4 separate regions of the Mus musculus genome follow, and regions 1, 3 and 4 are each linked to region 2. Evidence: chromatin contacts called from public HiChIP or PLAC-seq and promoter capture Hi-C data. All regions are on one chromosome and are shown on one strand. The core of a region is the stretch at or near the end of the contact, and the rest is flanking DNA. Distances in the headings are between cores, read along the strand shown. Region 1 has its middle 190 kb from the start of Pfkp. Region 2 holds the start of Adarb2 (adenosine deaminase, RNA-specific, B2). Region 3 overlaps Gm35925 (a long non-coding RNA gene). Region 4 has its middle 91 kb from the start of Gm40662.

Region 1 (3,388 bases), core at 492-2,991, 1.4 Mb after region 2:
AGGATATCTGCAAATTTAAGAATTCAGGGAATGGCCAGAGCCAGTGCAATGTAAAGCAGAAGCCATGGCCGGGCTTCTAGGGCAGTGTGCCCCATTCCAAAGACAGGAAAAGGTCATTGAACTTCACAAATTCTTGAACGACATCTGGAAAGGACTCTCACCCTCTCCAACTTTCACAGCACTTCTGGACTTGTCTTCTCTAGGATGCTCCTTGGATAATGAACTATGTACCAAGGATAGTCAAGGGGGAAAACATTCAGTAAATTTTCTCCACTGCAGAATAGAGCATGGTTCTCTGACATACATATCAATGCCTCGTGTGAAGCTTCAGAGCATGTGTGTATATGTGTTCTTCAAGACCCCAGTATTGCAAGAAAGAAAGAGAGAAAGAGAGAAAGAAGGAAAGAAGGAAAGAAAGAAAGAAAGAAAGAAAGAGAGAGAGAGAGAGAGAGAGAGAGGGAAAGAGGGAAAGAGGGAAAGAAAGAGGGAAAGAAAGAGGGAAAGAGGGAAAGAGGGAAAGAGGGAAAGAGGGAAAGAGGGAAAGAGGGAAAGAGGGAAAGAGGGAAAGAGGGAAAGAGGGAAAGAGGGAAAGAGGGAAAGAGGGAAAGAGGGAAGGAAAGAAAGAAAGAAAGAAAGAAAGAAAGAAAGAAAGAAAGAAAGAAAGAAAGAAAGGAAGAAAGGAAGAAAGGCTAGCATAGAACCTGGCCATTTGCCTCATATAAAGGTCAATAGATAATTCCGATGCACCACTAGGGTTAAAGACCAAGACTGATAACACCAGAAGAAACAGATATAGCTGGGTAAGAACTGAAAGATTCCCAGCCATCTAAATGCACACGAGCATAACCATAGAGGCCCAGGATCTCAGGAGCAGCGTAGATATGATGCAGGCTACCTAGGGTATAAACAGGGAGAGGCAAGGAGACACTGCATGAACTAGTGTGACAAGCACAATCATAGTGGGTCAGCTTTTTCCTGTTCTATAGAGCAAATATCTGTCCATTTCCCGTTGACCGCATATGGGTGACTCAGGACTTTCCCACTACCAAAGATAGAACTGCAAAGTATGGCCAGTGGCCTAGTGACTTTGGAATCTTGTTTGAACACCTCGCAGTGTAGCCATGATCACCTTCATAGCTCTCTACCTGCTTTCTTGACTTAATATATAAAGAAATGGTTTTTTTCTCACACATGTGTGTGCACATACATTTCTATGTGTGCATGTATGTGCTTATGGATGTGGAGGACAGAGAATAAACCTAGGATGTCATTACTCATGAAACATCCACCTTATTTTCTGACACACATTTCTTCATTACCCTGATGCTTAGCCAGTCAGCCTAGGCTGGCTGGGTATTGAGCCCTGGCCACTGCTTTTTTCTTAGCCTTCATAGGACTGGTATTGATGTGAGTACCTCCGTGCCTGACTTTATTTACATAGGTTCTAGGGGTAAAACTCAAGCCCTCATGCCCACTATCAACTGAGATAACTCCCAGCCCTAGAAATTCTTGCTTAAAGAGGGGGCATCAGAGTGTAAACTTTAAGAAAGAATGCATTTTACCTGGTAATTATGAAACAAAAATGGTTTAGCCACCTTAAGCTGAAAATGACTTCTGCCAAGGTTTTATGACAACCTGCTATAAAAACTGAAGACTGGCTCTTGGGTATGTCACGAGCACCCTCTTCTGGAAGTAGTGGGCAGAACATGAGGCTGTTTCCAGGCTGGCCAGATCCTGCCACTCAGACAACAGCCCTGTCCTACAGTGGTACTGCTTTGCAATGGGAAGTAAGTCTGGGGCCGCTACAGAGCTAGCAAGAGAAAGCCTCAAAAACAAAGGACCATCTGTTTAGTTGTTCTCAATTAGGCAATTTTGTGAGAAAATTGAGAAAACGATCAGTTTGACACTGCAATTACCCAAAATAACTAAATTCTGTCTTCTCTTCTTCCTATGTCAAATCATTTTAATTTACAAGAGAAAGGAAGGGAGACATTAACAACTTTTAATTACCAGGACCCTGATTTGTTTGTTCCCTTTGAAGCTGTGAGACATTGAAAGTTGAGATGCAGTGCAGGTCACAATCACAGCCTCGCAGGGTGGCGGGTGGCAGCCTAACTTGAAAGGTGCTTAGATTCACTTTAATCACCTCCGCTCTTGAGATTCCAGGCAGAGTAGCTCTGATTTTCCTGTCCTCCTTCTCACAGGGGACTCTTGGAAATTTAGATGGAGACATCTGAACTTTCTTAACTTTTTTTTCTGCAAACAGTACAGCTATGACTGTTCTCTTTGCACATTTTAGACATTCTATTACTTAAAAGATGTGACCTTGGCAGTAAGATGTCACCAGTTCCCTTGAGCCGCTGAATCCTCGGGCATCTAAAGACTTGAATCACACAAGTTTAGTAACCAGGAAGTATGATGCACCGATTCATCTCGTTCAAAGAGCTCCCTTGTAAGGTTCGAAGCATTTGTGGTAAAAACTAGCACAGTGGCTTCATCAAACAGTCACTGCAGGTTAGACAATGGCATACTCAGTAGTTAGCCTTATAATCCACATCAAACACATTACCTTCTCCATGGGCTTAGAGTGTGTTTGAAAACCACGATCCTGGTTTTCTGGATGAATATATGCAGACTCGGAATAGTGAGACAGTTCTTACAATTGAAGACAGGAGTCAGCCTTCCTCCCTGGGATGTCTTCTGCATATATATTTTACTCTTTCTTCCCCAAACTCAGGGATCTTCAAAGCCAATGCAGGAACAAGCTGGAGAACCATCTTTGTTTGCTTTGTTTCTTTTGTGGTGCTAAGGATCAAGCCCTTAGTTCCAAGAGCAGCACACTGCCACTAAGCTATACAACCTTAGCAAGCCACACCTTGATTTGTTTGATACAAAGCTTTCGTTTTGAGAAGTGTACAACTCTAGCACTGCCTGTAGATTTGCTACACATGTTCGCTATCTGCTAAGATCATTATTTACCCAGTGAGTTATTAAAAACAAAAGAAATGGGACAAAGACATAGTAATATAGATCTGAATTTCAAATATTCACAAGGTAGAAGCCATAGGACCAAGAGTTCAAGGCCAACCTGGAAGTAATAGAGAGTTCAGGGAGAGAGTCAGATATATAAAAACCTGTCTCAAAAGATAGAGGGGGTGAGGATAAAGCTTTAACTCAGTGGCAGAGCATTTTTCTGATGTGTCCTTGAAGCCCTAAATTCAGTACCAAGTATAGCTCAGCAGTGCTTGCCTAGCTTACATGGGGCTCTGAGTTCAACTTCCCAGTGCTACACACACTCAAACACACTCAAACACTCATGCTCACATGCTCACTCTCAAATACACACTCACACACACTTTCATTCACAGACACTCACAAACACATAGAT
Region 2 (3,265 bases), core at 512-3,011:
GCTCTCAGGGATCCTGATGTGTGATTATAATCAAGGATCGTTTGCTTCAGAGTTTTATGTTTTGATTAATTTGTGCTATTAGGAATCATATGGGATTCAGGAAGAGTTAGGAAACAATCTAGAAGAAACTTATCTTAAGGTCTCTAACATATCTAATCTATAGACAGATATTCTAAGAGGGTTACTACAACTACCCTGTGTATCCTGCATGAGCACAATTTTTAAAAGTCAATTCGCTAAGTTGTGTCCGTTCTGCATAACACTACGAACATTTTAAAAACTAGAGAAAACCAAAACACCTTTCAGATACTGGTAAGAACACTGAACTTCTACAAACTCACAAAGAACTAGCATCAATGCAAGCCCCTCTCTGAGAAAGAAGGGACAACTTTGGAATCATCTTTTATCCTTCTGTGCATATGAGCTAAAGATGCATTCTAGGGCACTGCTTACCACGCTGGAGGAATTGCTAATTTGACACAAATCCTTGCGTGAAAGCCCTGCGCTTGTGGTGACATTGACTAAGTTATGTGAACTCATTTCCAGCAACATTAGTAACAAGGCACCGCCTGAGTTTGTCAGCTGCAACCTGCCACCCGGTTCCCTCTTCTTTTCTGGTTTGCAAGATGTAATTTTCTTTCTTTTTTTGCTACCAGTAAGACACAGCATTCGTTTCTTTTTAGGCAGTAATTTCTGCAAGGACGTGTTTTGTCCTCTTTGTCTATGCCAGTGTTTACATGGCCACTGGATATCTCACTAAGGAAAAAAAAAAATAAGCCAATCAATTTGGGAAGGCAATTGCCAGGGTTTTGCCCTCTTTTTTCCTCTGAGACAATTTGGATGGGAGGAGCTGGGACGAGAGCTCTTTCCCTTTTTTATGTGTGTTGGCTTAAGTGAGTGTTTCTTTTGGCACCCTGTGATACTGTTGGCTCCAAGTGTGTCTAAGTGCCAGCCTTGGGTCTCCTGTAGGGACGGTGGTACCCAGGATACAAGCATCAGAGGATGGATGCTCCTCAGCTCAGCCCTCTCTGCTCTCTTCCCAGTGTCTCCTGCCAAACATTTTCCGCTGAGCAGCTGGCTGGCTCGCTGTAATTTCCTGGCTTGAGGAAAGCCCCCAGGCTATTTACAAAGAGATTTGAACTCACAAGTGCCCTACTCAAGGTGGACATCCCAGAAGCATCCTAAAGTGAAGACAAGAGAAAACCTACAAGCGGCCACCGAGATCTGAGGAAGGACGAGGGGGAGAGACAGGGGAGAGTTGCAGCGGGCACCAGCACCGGGAGCGCTCACAGAGCGAGCTTCTTACCTTTCCTCTTGGACCTCCTCCTCCTCCTCCTCTTGGACTTGCATTTGAGTTGACTGCTTAGCCCTCCAGACCCTCTGCCACTCCCCAGGACAGATGCCATGCCAGTTGGGAGACCCAGAGAGGAGCTGGTCCTTCAGCAATTTCACCTTTCTTAGTCTTGCTGCTGCGGCCGCAGTCGGGAGTGTTTCTGGTTTTGCAAATCAAGTCTCAGGCTCACTTTTTAGGACTGGTCTCCTCAGCAAGCACCTTCTCTATAATTGCCCGTCCCTTGGTTCCGGATGAGCTGGAAGCCTCGGGTGCACGCTGGAAAGCTGAACCCTTCCTTAGGCTGAAAGCTCTGGGAAAGATTCTCCCGCGCGTCCTGAGCGCCCTGGAGCTCTCTCCTCTTCGTCTGGGCTCCAGAAGCAGAGCTGCTACTTTTGCGCCTCTGCGAGTTGTTTGGCACCATCCACTTTAAAGCCAATCATGCAGGGAGCTCGTCTATTTGCTGCCGCAAAGTCTAATTAGATCCAATCACAACTGTCTTCTGGCTCTGACATCAGCAGCACCAGCTCTACCGCCTCTGGTAGCTTGCAAACTCAGCTCCCATTCGGTTGGATGGAGCCGCCCAGGAGAAAGGAAGGTTTCAGAGGAAGCCACAATCACACCGAACTGGTTTTACTGGGAGAAGTCCAGCGGGGCAGTTTGCAGGAGGGTGACTACCTGGGATGTCAAGGCTTCTTGCTGCAACCACTTGATAGGCTCAAAACACGCAGGGACCGATTTCTCAAACCTAGCAGTTTTTAACTAGTTAACTTACTAAGATGCTCATTGTCTGGAGAGGGAAGGATCTCTCCCTGTTCAGGACTTCACTTCAGAAATACGCTGAGATTTCTAAGTGCCAAAGAGACAACCTCTTTAGGGATTGTTTACTCAGAGACCGGCGCTTCTGTCTGTTTGCATGATTGTTATGCTCAGTTCCCACTTCACCTCCCTTTCATATCCCAAGGCTGTTCCTTTAGGAAAAGGAACATGCATCAAAAAGCATGCTAGGGTTTCATCCGAATGTTATAGAGAGGGGATCCTCCTGGTGTTTGATTCACTGAAGGAAGAACAATCACAGGAGAGACCAGGAGAGAGAAGAGGAGGGGAGAGTGGGAAAGGAGAGAGGGAGGGAGGAAGGAAGGGAGAGAGAGAGAGAGGGAGGGAGGGAGGAAGGTGAGGGAGAGAGGGCGGGATGGAGGGAGAGAGGGAGGGAGGGAGGGAGGGAGGGAGGGAGGGAGGGAGGGAGGGAGGAAGGTGAGGGAGAGAGGGCGGGATGGAGGGAGAGAGGGAGGGAAGGAGGGAGGAAGGTGAGGGAGAGAGGGTGGGATGGAGGGTGAGAGGGAGGGAGGGAGGGAGGAAGGAAATGACAGAAGGAGGGAGGAAGATAGTCTATAGAAATTGTTACATTTACATAGAGAATGTAATGTTGAGGAAGAAGTGGCCTGCAAATTAAAATTGATGTTAAACCATTTTATTTTCAGGGATATACTAGGTTTCAATGACTGATTCCCAGACTCTGACATAAGACTTAAGAAGAAGAATATCTTCCAGCAACCATTCTGGCATCTTGTATTTAAATCATCAATTGTTAATCATCATAAGTTTGGTTTGATAAACCACTCTAAAGTTCACTCTAAAGTTCAGTGGGATGATTTAAGAGGAGGACATGAAAACTGTTTTGTTTCTGTGGTTTCCTCATTTCCATATTTCCTTTTTCAAGCTCCTTATGGGCCTGAGTATTTTCATAGTGTTTCTCTTATGTAAGAAATAATTCTCCCAGGGAACATTGGAAGTAATTAGGCTGTCCATGGATTGCTGCATTAGTGAGTGAGTGGTAAGGTCCTTGCTCAGCTTTGATTGATGACATATAGAGACAGTTGATTTTAAATTTTTTTGTTTTGTTTTTGTTTTTGTTTTTTCGAGACAGGGTTTCTC
Region 3 (3,352 bases), core at 544-3,043, 1.0 Mb after region 2:
CTCTTTGCCTTTACATCTGTTAATTTTTCATACAATTCATATGCCTACAGGATTGTTATGGCAAAAGTCTCTTCTAATGTGGATACATTCGAGGATTTCTCCTAAATGTAATATCTTGCCATATTATGAAGCAATAGCTCAGATGATTATCCTTGGGAGGAAGCAGGCACTAACTTATTTTGGCAAAGAGCCAGATATTATTGTTCAGCCTTACAGCGTAGGTCAAGACACTTGGCTGAAGCAGCACAGTACAGATTGGTTACTTGCTCAAAAAGGGTTTAAAGGAACTATAAACAGACACTACACTCAAGATAGGTTGATAAAATTTTTAAATGTACATGAGGTGATATTTCCTAATATGACCTCTTTACAACCCTTACACAATGCTGTTCTGGTATTGACTGGTGGCTCCTCTAAAGGGCGAGCTGGATATCTTATAAATAATCAACAGGTAATCATAAAGACTCCTGGCCTCTCAGCTCAATTAGCAGTTAGCAGAATTAACAGCAGTACTGAATGTCTTTCAGTCTGTGAATGATGCTGTTAATATTTTTACTGATAGTTTATATGTTGCACAATCGGTGCCCTTATTGGAGACCTGTGGTACGTTTAACTTTAATACGGCAGCAGGATCCCTGTTTTCACAATTGCAAAACATCATTCTTGCCCGAAAACATCCATTCTATATTGGCCACATACGATCTCATTCTGGTCTTCCTGAACCTTTAGCAGCGGGCAATGATTGCATCAACAGAGCTCTAATAGGAGAGGCCTTAATTTCAGATCATGTTGCTTTGGCCAAATGTGATCATGAAAAATTTCATCTCTCTAGCCATATCTTAAGGCTCCGACATAAGATCACTAAGGAGCAGGCAAGAATGATTGTAAAACAGTGTCCTAAATGTATTATATTATCTCCAGTGCCACATTTAGGAGTTAATCCATGAGGTCTTATGCCTAATCATATTTGGCAAATGGATGTAACTCATTATGCAGAATTTGGAAAATTAAAATATATACGTTTGTATTTACCCTTGTTTAGGATTTCCTTTTGCTTCTCTGCATACTGGAGAGGCCTCTAAAAATGTAATTGATCATTGCCTACGAGCCTTTAATGCTATGGAATTGCCTAAACTTATGACAGATAACGGGCCATCCTATTCTAGCAAAAATTTTACTTCATTTTGTAAGGAATTTGGCATCAAACATAAAACTGGAATTCCTTATAACCCCATGGGACAAGAAATAGTTGAATGTGCTCATCCCATTTTTAAAATTTGGCTTTTAAAAACAAAACAGGGGCAGTTATATCCCCCAAGGTCACAAAAGGCACATCTTGCTTTTGCTTTATTTGTTCTAATTTTTTTGCAAACTGATGATAAAGGTAAGTCTGCAGTGGATCGCCACTGGCATCCAGTTACTTCTAGTTCTTATGCCATGGTAAAGTTGTGGGATCCATTAACTATTGAATGAAAGGGTCCAGACCAGGTCCTAATCTGGGGAAGGGGTTCCTTCTGTGTTGTTTCACAAAAAGAAGATGGAGCACGTTGACTGCCTGAGAGATTAGTTCGTCAACTGGACACAGATCCTGAATCTCCCAGTAAGTATGACTCTGACCTTGATTATGGCTAAAAATCTTCTTTAACTAAAAAGTTAATTTGGAGCACAGCCTCCTCTCACAGAAGAGTTATACCCTTTCTGTGATTCTCAAAGCCACCTCAAAGCCACCTCCCCCACACCCGGAACTCATAGTCTAAGCTTGATGGTTGCTAATTTGCAATTGAATGGAGTACCAGGACTTCCCCAAAGAAGCTTTTGTACTGTTGCTTTTCACTGTCTCCCATTGTTTTTCAAGCAGGTTACTCAGGCCCTTCAGCCTGACTGCAGCAGGTGTGCAGACTCACCTCCAACAGCGCAGGTGGCAGTTATTAATCTATATGGAGAAGCATTTTAAGTACATATTGTGGCTTTGGTCTGAATTGGGAATAAGGTGTGCTATGAGGGCTGGACAGTCAAAAATGGGCACCCAGATCTCGGAACCATACCAATCAAAGACAGAGGTATGTGCCAAGAGGCCGTGGCTGTTAATAACACACAACAGAGCCATGTATTGTGTGAAATAATACACAAACAAGCTGAACACAGCCTCCATGACAGAAGTGGATGGTTTGGGAAGATCTTAGATTTCCTAAGTCAGGGGCGGCTGCCAGCCACCATAACTCCCAAGCAGGACTATATAGCATAAATAAATTTTATGCCTCAGTCCATATAATTCTAATATTATAAACAGGGGAGAAAATGTAGCCTCCCCCAGCCTCAAAGCAGGCTTATCCAGACCTTGACCTTGTTGCCACTAAGGAGATTACCTAGGGTGGAGCCTTCCTGCCTAGATGACTCTATTGTTCAGCCACTGCTGCTGTTGCTGTTCTCCTTCAAGACACTGCTACCTGCTGAGAGGCCCCTGAGCTATTCCAGAGACTACACCCTATCCTGCACATCATCACCTGCAGCTGGTTCCAAGCTCCAAGAATGGATTAGCAGGGGATGGGCCTTCCCCCACCCCCACCCCCTTTATAAGCACAGTTTTCTATTAAACATTTGAGCTTTGATCAGGAACCTTGACTTAGCTCCAATTTTCTCTCAATTGCCTAATTCCCCTCTCTTTTCAGCCCCAGATTGCTTCCCATGTGAAACCTGGTCCATGTGAGCCACAGGACAGCTTCCAACATTTGGCAGTTTATATCATGTAGAAACTGCAATTTCTTATATTAAAAAAATAATTAATTATAGCAATATTAAAGAAAAATTTCTCATATTGTGGTAACCCCCAGCCACAAAGTTATTTTGTTTTTACTTCATAACTGTAACTTTGCAACTGTTATGAATTATAATGTAAGTATCTGACACAAAGGAGTCAAGACACTTAGGCTAAGAACTACTCACTATCCTAGCACCTGAATTTTGCTTATTCAGACTTGCTTTTCATTAAAGGGTCTGCACTTCTCATTAAAAAGTCAGCATATGTTTTCACATCAAGATCTGCTTACAACAGAGCCCAATATAAGAGAGCAGTGTATGTGCGTATATATGTGTGTTGTGTGTGTGTGTGTGTGTGTATCTATAAATATAGGTATATATGTGTATATATGCATATATATATATTGTGTGTGTGTGTGTGTGTGTGTGTGTGTGTGTGTGTGTGTGCGTGTGTGCAGTTTCACTCTTCACTAAGAAAAATGAGAGTCTTGAAAAGGTACATGAAATTATCCTAAGTTACAGATGTGTTAAAGGGCATACTAAAGCTTTTACTTCAGAATTTCTGAAGTTGTTCTTACAGTATGAGTTCTTTGGA
Region 4 (2,987 bases), core at 175-2,674, 1.2 Mb after region 2:
CTTACTTTGAAAACATACACAGGAGGCTAAATGCAGTTTCCCTGTGATAACCTACATTAGATCTTAGCATGACCACAAGTATAGCTCTGAGAGCATTCAATAATTTGATTATTTATAGGGAACTGACTGCCGAATTGCCTTTCTTAATTATCCTTAGTAGATTATAATAATTCAGTAGTTTTCATAAGGCTATTTTAATATCAAAATTTAACTTTTAATCATAGATCCAGTCCATAGAGAGACTGACAAATTTACTGATTCCTTAATACTGCACAATTATAGGTCATTGTAGTTTTCTGTATGGGTAGTTTATCCAAATAGCTAAAGCTTAAAAGACAAAGAAGCTAGAAAGATATTACTGTGAACTTGAGTGTACCTTAGGAGTTTATAAATCTTGATTATCAAATATACCTTATTAATCAGACATATATTGGTACTTATATAAATTTTATAGCAGTTTGAGTTGAACAATTAACAAAGTAATTAAATATACATCTTAAATTAGCTTTTGTTAATCTGAATAGACCCTTGTAACCTCGAAATTTTATCATCATATACAGTTTATTCTAAACCAGAGATGAATCACATAAACAGTATATTGTAGAAACTGTAACCTTAAATGTCTATTCACACAAAAGTCTATACTGATGTAAAGTATGTGAGACTTGCTGCTTTCTTAGTTTGAAAGGGCATATAATTGTTCAATGCAGAGTTCACCAGGACTAAGAAATTTTATAATTGTTGCTTTGTACCATGTGGTCATCTTAAGATGATGAAGTCACATGACAGGTTGCCAGCCATGTGGCCACTATCATTCTGATTAGGTCACCAGCCAGGATGAAAGAGGGCCTCACAGTTACTGTCTAAAAATATTTGTTTTCTAGTTTTTAAAATGAAAGTTGGATTCAAGTTACATGCACACATATATAGAGTTGAATCTGAGTTGCATACACATACAAACACATACATACAGAGTTAAATCCAGGTTATATGCACATGTATATAGAATTGAATGAGTTGCATACACATACAAATATATAGAGAGTTGAATTGTGCACACATACACACACACACACACACTCACACACACACACACACACACACACACACACGTTTGTTTTCTCTGGAAATGGCTACTGAGACAGGGATTACAGGGAAACTGTATTAGAAGATACATTCTGAAACTATTTCCAGTCTAGGCTGGAGCAATAAAAAGGGCTCTCAGTTCCCTGTGGCTCCCAGGACTCTTTCTATGACAAGGAGCTCATAAGCACTGCCCTTTAGAACAGAGCAAGCAGGGTCGCTCTTAACGCAAACTCATTTCTCTCCCTGTGGTTTTTGCGTCCTTCATCCTTCCTGTTCCCTATTATAAATGAGCAGCCCTGCCTGTGGTCCCTGACCCCCATCCCCACCCCTAGCTGGGTCCTTGCAAGCCTAGTGGAACTACTTTGCTGACCTGTCGCCTCCCCAGATCACACAAGCGCATTACTCTAGCATGGCAACCATTTCCTACACAGAAGCAGCATTTATATAAAAAGCCTTTGCTCAGCTTTCATGCAATCTAGGTTGCAGACCTATTTCGTAACATTAATTCTCTCCCTCAGCCACGGCCACATCAATTCGGCACTTTACAAACTATTTCAGGGATCCGATTTATCAGGGCTGACAGCGCTGCGAGCTGAAATAAACAGCGCTGCCTCAGCCTAGCACACTCCGTGGCTCATATTTATCATTATTTAATTCAAGGGCCTAAAATTCTCTGACATTATTAATAGTAAGATGAATCGCTGGAAAACTACAGAATCTGTGACCAACGAGGCTGAAATAATCTATTTTGGTGAAAGGTCTATGTGGAATTGTAGTGTCTGGTGGCCGGGCTGGCTGTCATTAGTGGATACGCATGCATGGGTAGTGAAGGACGCAAGCCTGCTGCCTACACAGACGGGGACTTTGCTGCCTATACGTCTGCACACAGTTTACTCCAACAGTGTCATGGGGGGAGGGGGGGCGCGGAATGTGTGGAGACAGGAAAGCAACACGAGACAGGATCATTCCCCTGTGTCTGTCACTCCATTTTAAATGTATTTTGTACTTTGTTAACTTTGAGTTGGAACTTAGGTAGGAACTAGGTCTGGGAATCTGTTGGCTAATAGGATCCAGACTATTTAGTTTCTTCTGAGACCCACGGTACCAAGTGAGCAAATATATTACAGTACCTGGTTTCTCTTGAAAGTCTCATGTCATCTTTTCTTTATTATTATTGTTGTTGTTGGTGTTGTTTATTTAGAGTAAAAGACATTTCCCCTCTTAAAATATAACTGGCTTTGCTCTTTTTTTTTTTTTTTTTTTTTTTTTTGGCCTAAAACACACTAAGAAGGAATTTTCTCTGCTCTTATTCTAAGGTTCAGAGGAAAGGAAAAACTACAAAAGAGATTATCTGTGGTATAGGTTAATGGTCTTTAACAAAAGCCATAGAGCAGATAACAATAGAACAAGCCCTCAAATAATAACATGTTTCTTTTTTAAGCCTAGCAGGATAATCTCCATAAAAGAAAAACCTTTTGAAGTGATCTTTAAATGTTATAATTTTAGGTTGACCCAAACTCTATCAAGTAGGATTAAAATTAAGTCTTGCCGATCTTAAATATTTGATGGGAAAGAAAGTGCTTGGCTTTTCCCAGAAAACCTTCCAGAAGGGTGAATGCTTATAATTAGCTTTCACTCACTCCAAAAATGTGACCCCATGTTCTCAAGGTGTAATTTCTAGGGAGAAGAAATACTACTGGGCAGTTTATTTTATTACATAATATATACCACTCTTCATTCTTTCCTCTAACAAGCCCAATGTATGCAAGGGAGTTTGCTCAAGAATTAGATCAGGCTAAGTGCTTGACGTCATTATTGGTGTTTCTTAGGGATAACTTTCACCAGACCCAGCACTGTGTTGTTTGAATTTTTGTCTTTCTTTGAGCATGCCATTTGGTAAA

Evidence for each region. Promoter capture Hi-C pulls out the DNA fragments that hold promoters and counts their contacts. HiChIP or PLAC-seq counts read pairs in DNA pulled down with a chosen protein or histone mark.
Region 1: an H3K27ac HiChIP or PLAC-seq map of VIP interneurons shows a contact between it and region 2, with 11 times the contacts expected there. The contact joins the enhancer-like site here to the promoter of Adarb2 in region 2. A contact is called at or near these places in 8 of 39 promoter capture datasets (the C10 cell line, cranial neural crest, frontonasal cranial neural crest and 5 more), 5 of 484 Hi-C or Micro-C datasets (cerebellum, cerebral cortex, cortical neurons and 2 more), 3 of 115 datasets of contacts at active chromatin or transcription factors (VIP interneurons, embryonic hindbrain and neural progenitor cells) and 1 of 9 other capture datasets (embryonic stem cells).
Region 3: a contact with region 2 is called in an H3K27ac HiChIP or PLAC-seq map of embryonic stem cells, with 8 times the contacts expected there. The contact joins the enhancer-like site here to the promoter of Adarb2 in region 2. A contact is called at or near these places in 1 of 39 promoter capture datasets (hippocampal neurons), 2 of 115 datasets of contacts at active chromatin or transcription factors (VIP interneurons and embryonic stem cells) and 1 of 9 other capture datasets (embryonic stem cells).
Region 4: a contact with region 2 is called in a promoter capture Hi-C map of second pharyngeal arch cranial neural crest, with 6 times the contacts expected there. The contact joins the enhancer-like site here to the promoter of Adarb2 in region 2. A contact is called at or near these places in 10 of 39 promoter capture datasets (the C10 cell line, HPC-7-derived erythroid cells, embryonic stem cells and 5 more), 2 of 115 datasets of contacts at active chromatin or transcription factors (embryonic hindbrain and forebrain) and 1 of 9 other capture datasets (embryonic stem cells).

Annotation. Positions count from the first base shown.
Region 1 is chr13:6,835,239-6,838,626 of GRCm38.p6, reverse strand. No RefSeq gene overlaps it. Among named protein-coding and RNA genes, the nearest start is that of Pfkp, 190 kb to the right of the region's middle. Within about 2 kb of position 1,741, at least 26 of the 459 cell types and tissues checked have an H3K27ac peak or open chromatin away from gene starts, as enhancers often do. A contact at or near this core is called in VIP interneurons, second pharyngeal arch cranial neural crest and ventral hippocampal neurons, where this site is marked.
Region 2 is chr13:8,201,362-8,204,626 of GRCm38.p6, reverse strand. Adarb2 (adenosine deaminase, RNA-specific, B2) reads right to left here and starts at 1,761. Exons shown (of 10, transcript NM_052977.5): 1 at 1,307-1,761. The coding sequence starts at 1,406.
Region 3 is chr13:7,168,637-7,171,988 of GRCm38.p6, reverse strand. All of the region lies in intron 1 of Gm35925 (a long non-coding RNA gene), which reads left to right. Among named protein-coding and RNA genes, the nearest start is that of Gm35925, 5.4 kb to the left of the region's middle. Within about 2 kb of position 1,793, at least 8 of the 459 cell types and tissues checked have an H3K27ac peak or open chromatin away from gene starts, as enhancers often do. A contact at or near this core is called in embryonic stem cells, where this site is marked.
Region 4 is chr13:6,984,163-6,987,149 of GRCm38.p6, reverse strand. No RefSeq gene overlaps it. Among named protein-coding and RNA genes, the nearest start is that of Gm40662, 91 kb to the left of the region's middle. Within about 2 kb of position 1,424, at least 7 of the 459 cell types and tissues checked have an H3K27ac peak or open chromatin away from gene starts, as enhancers often do. A contact at or near this core is called in second pharyngeal arch cranial neural crest, where this site is marked.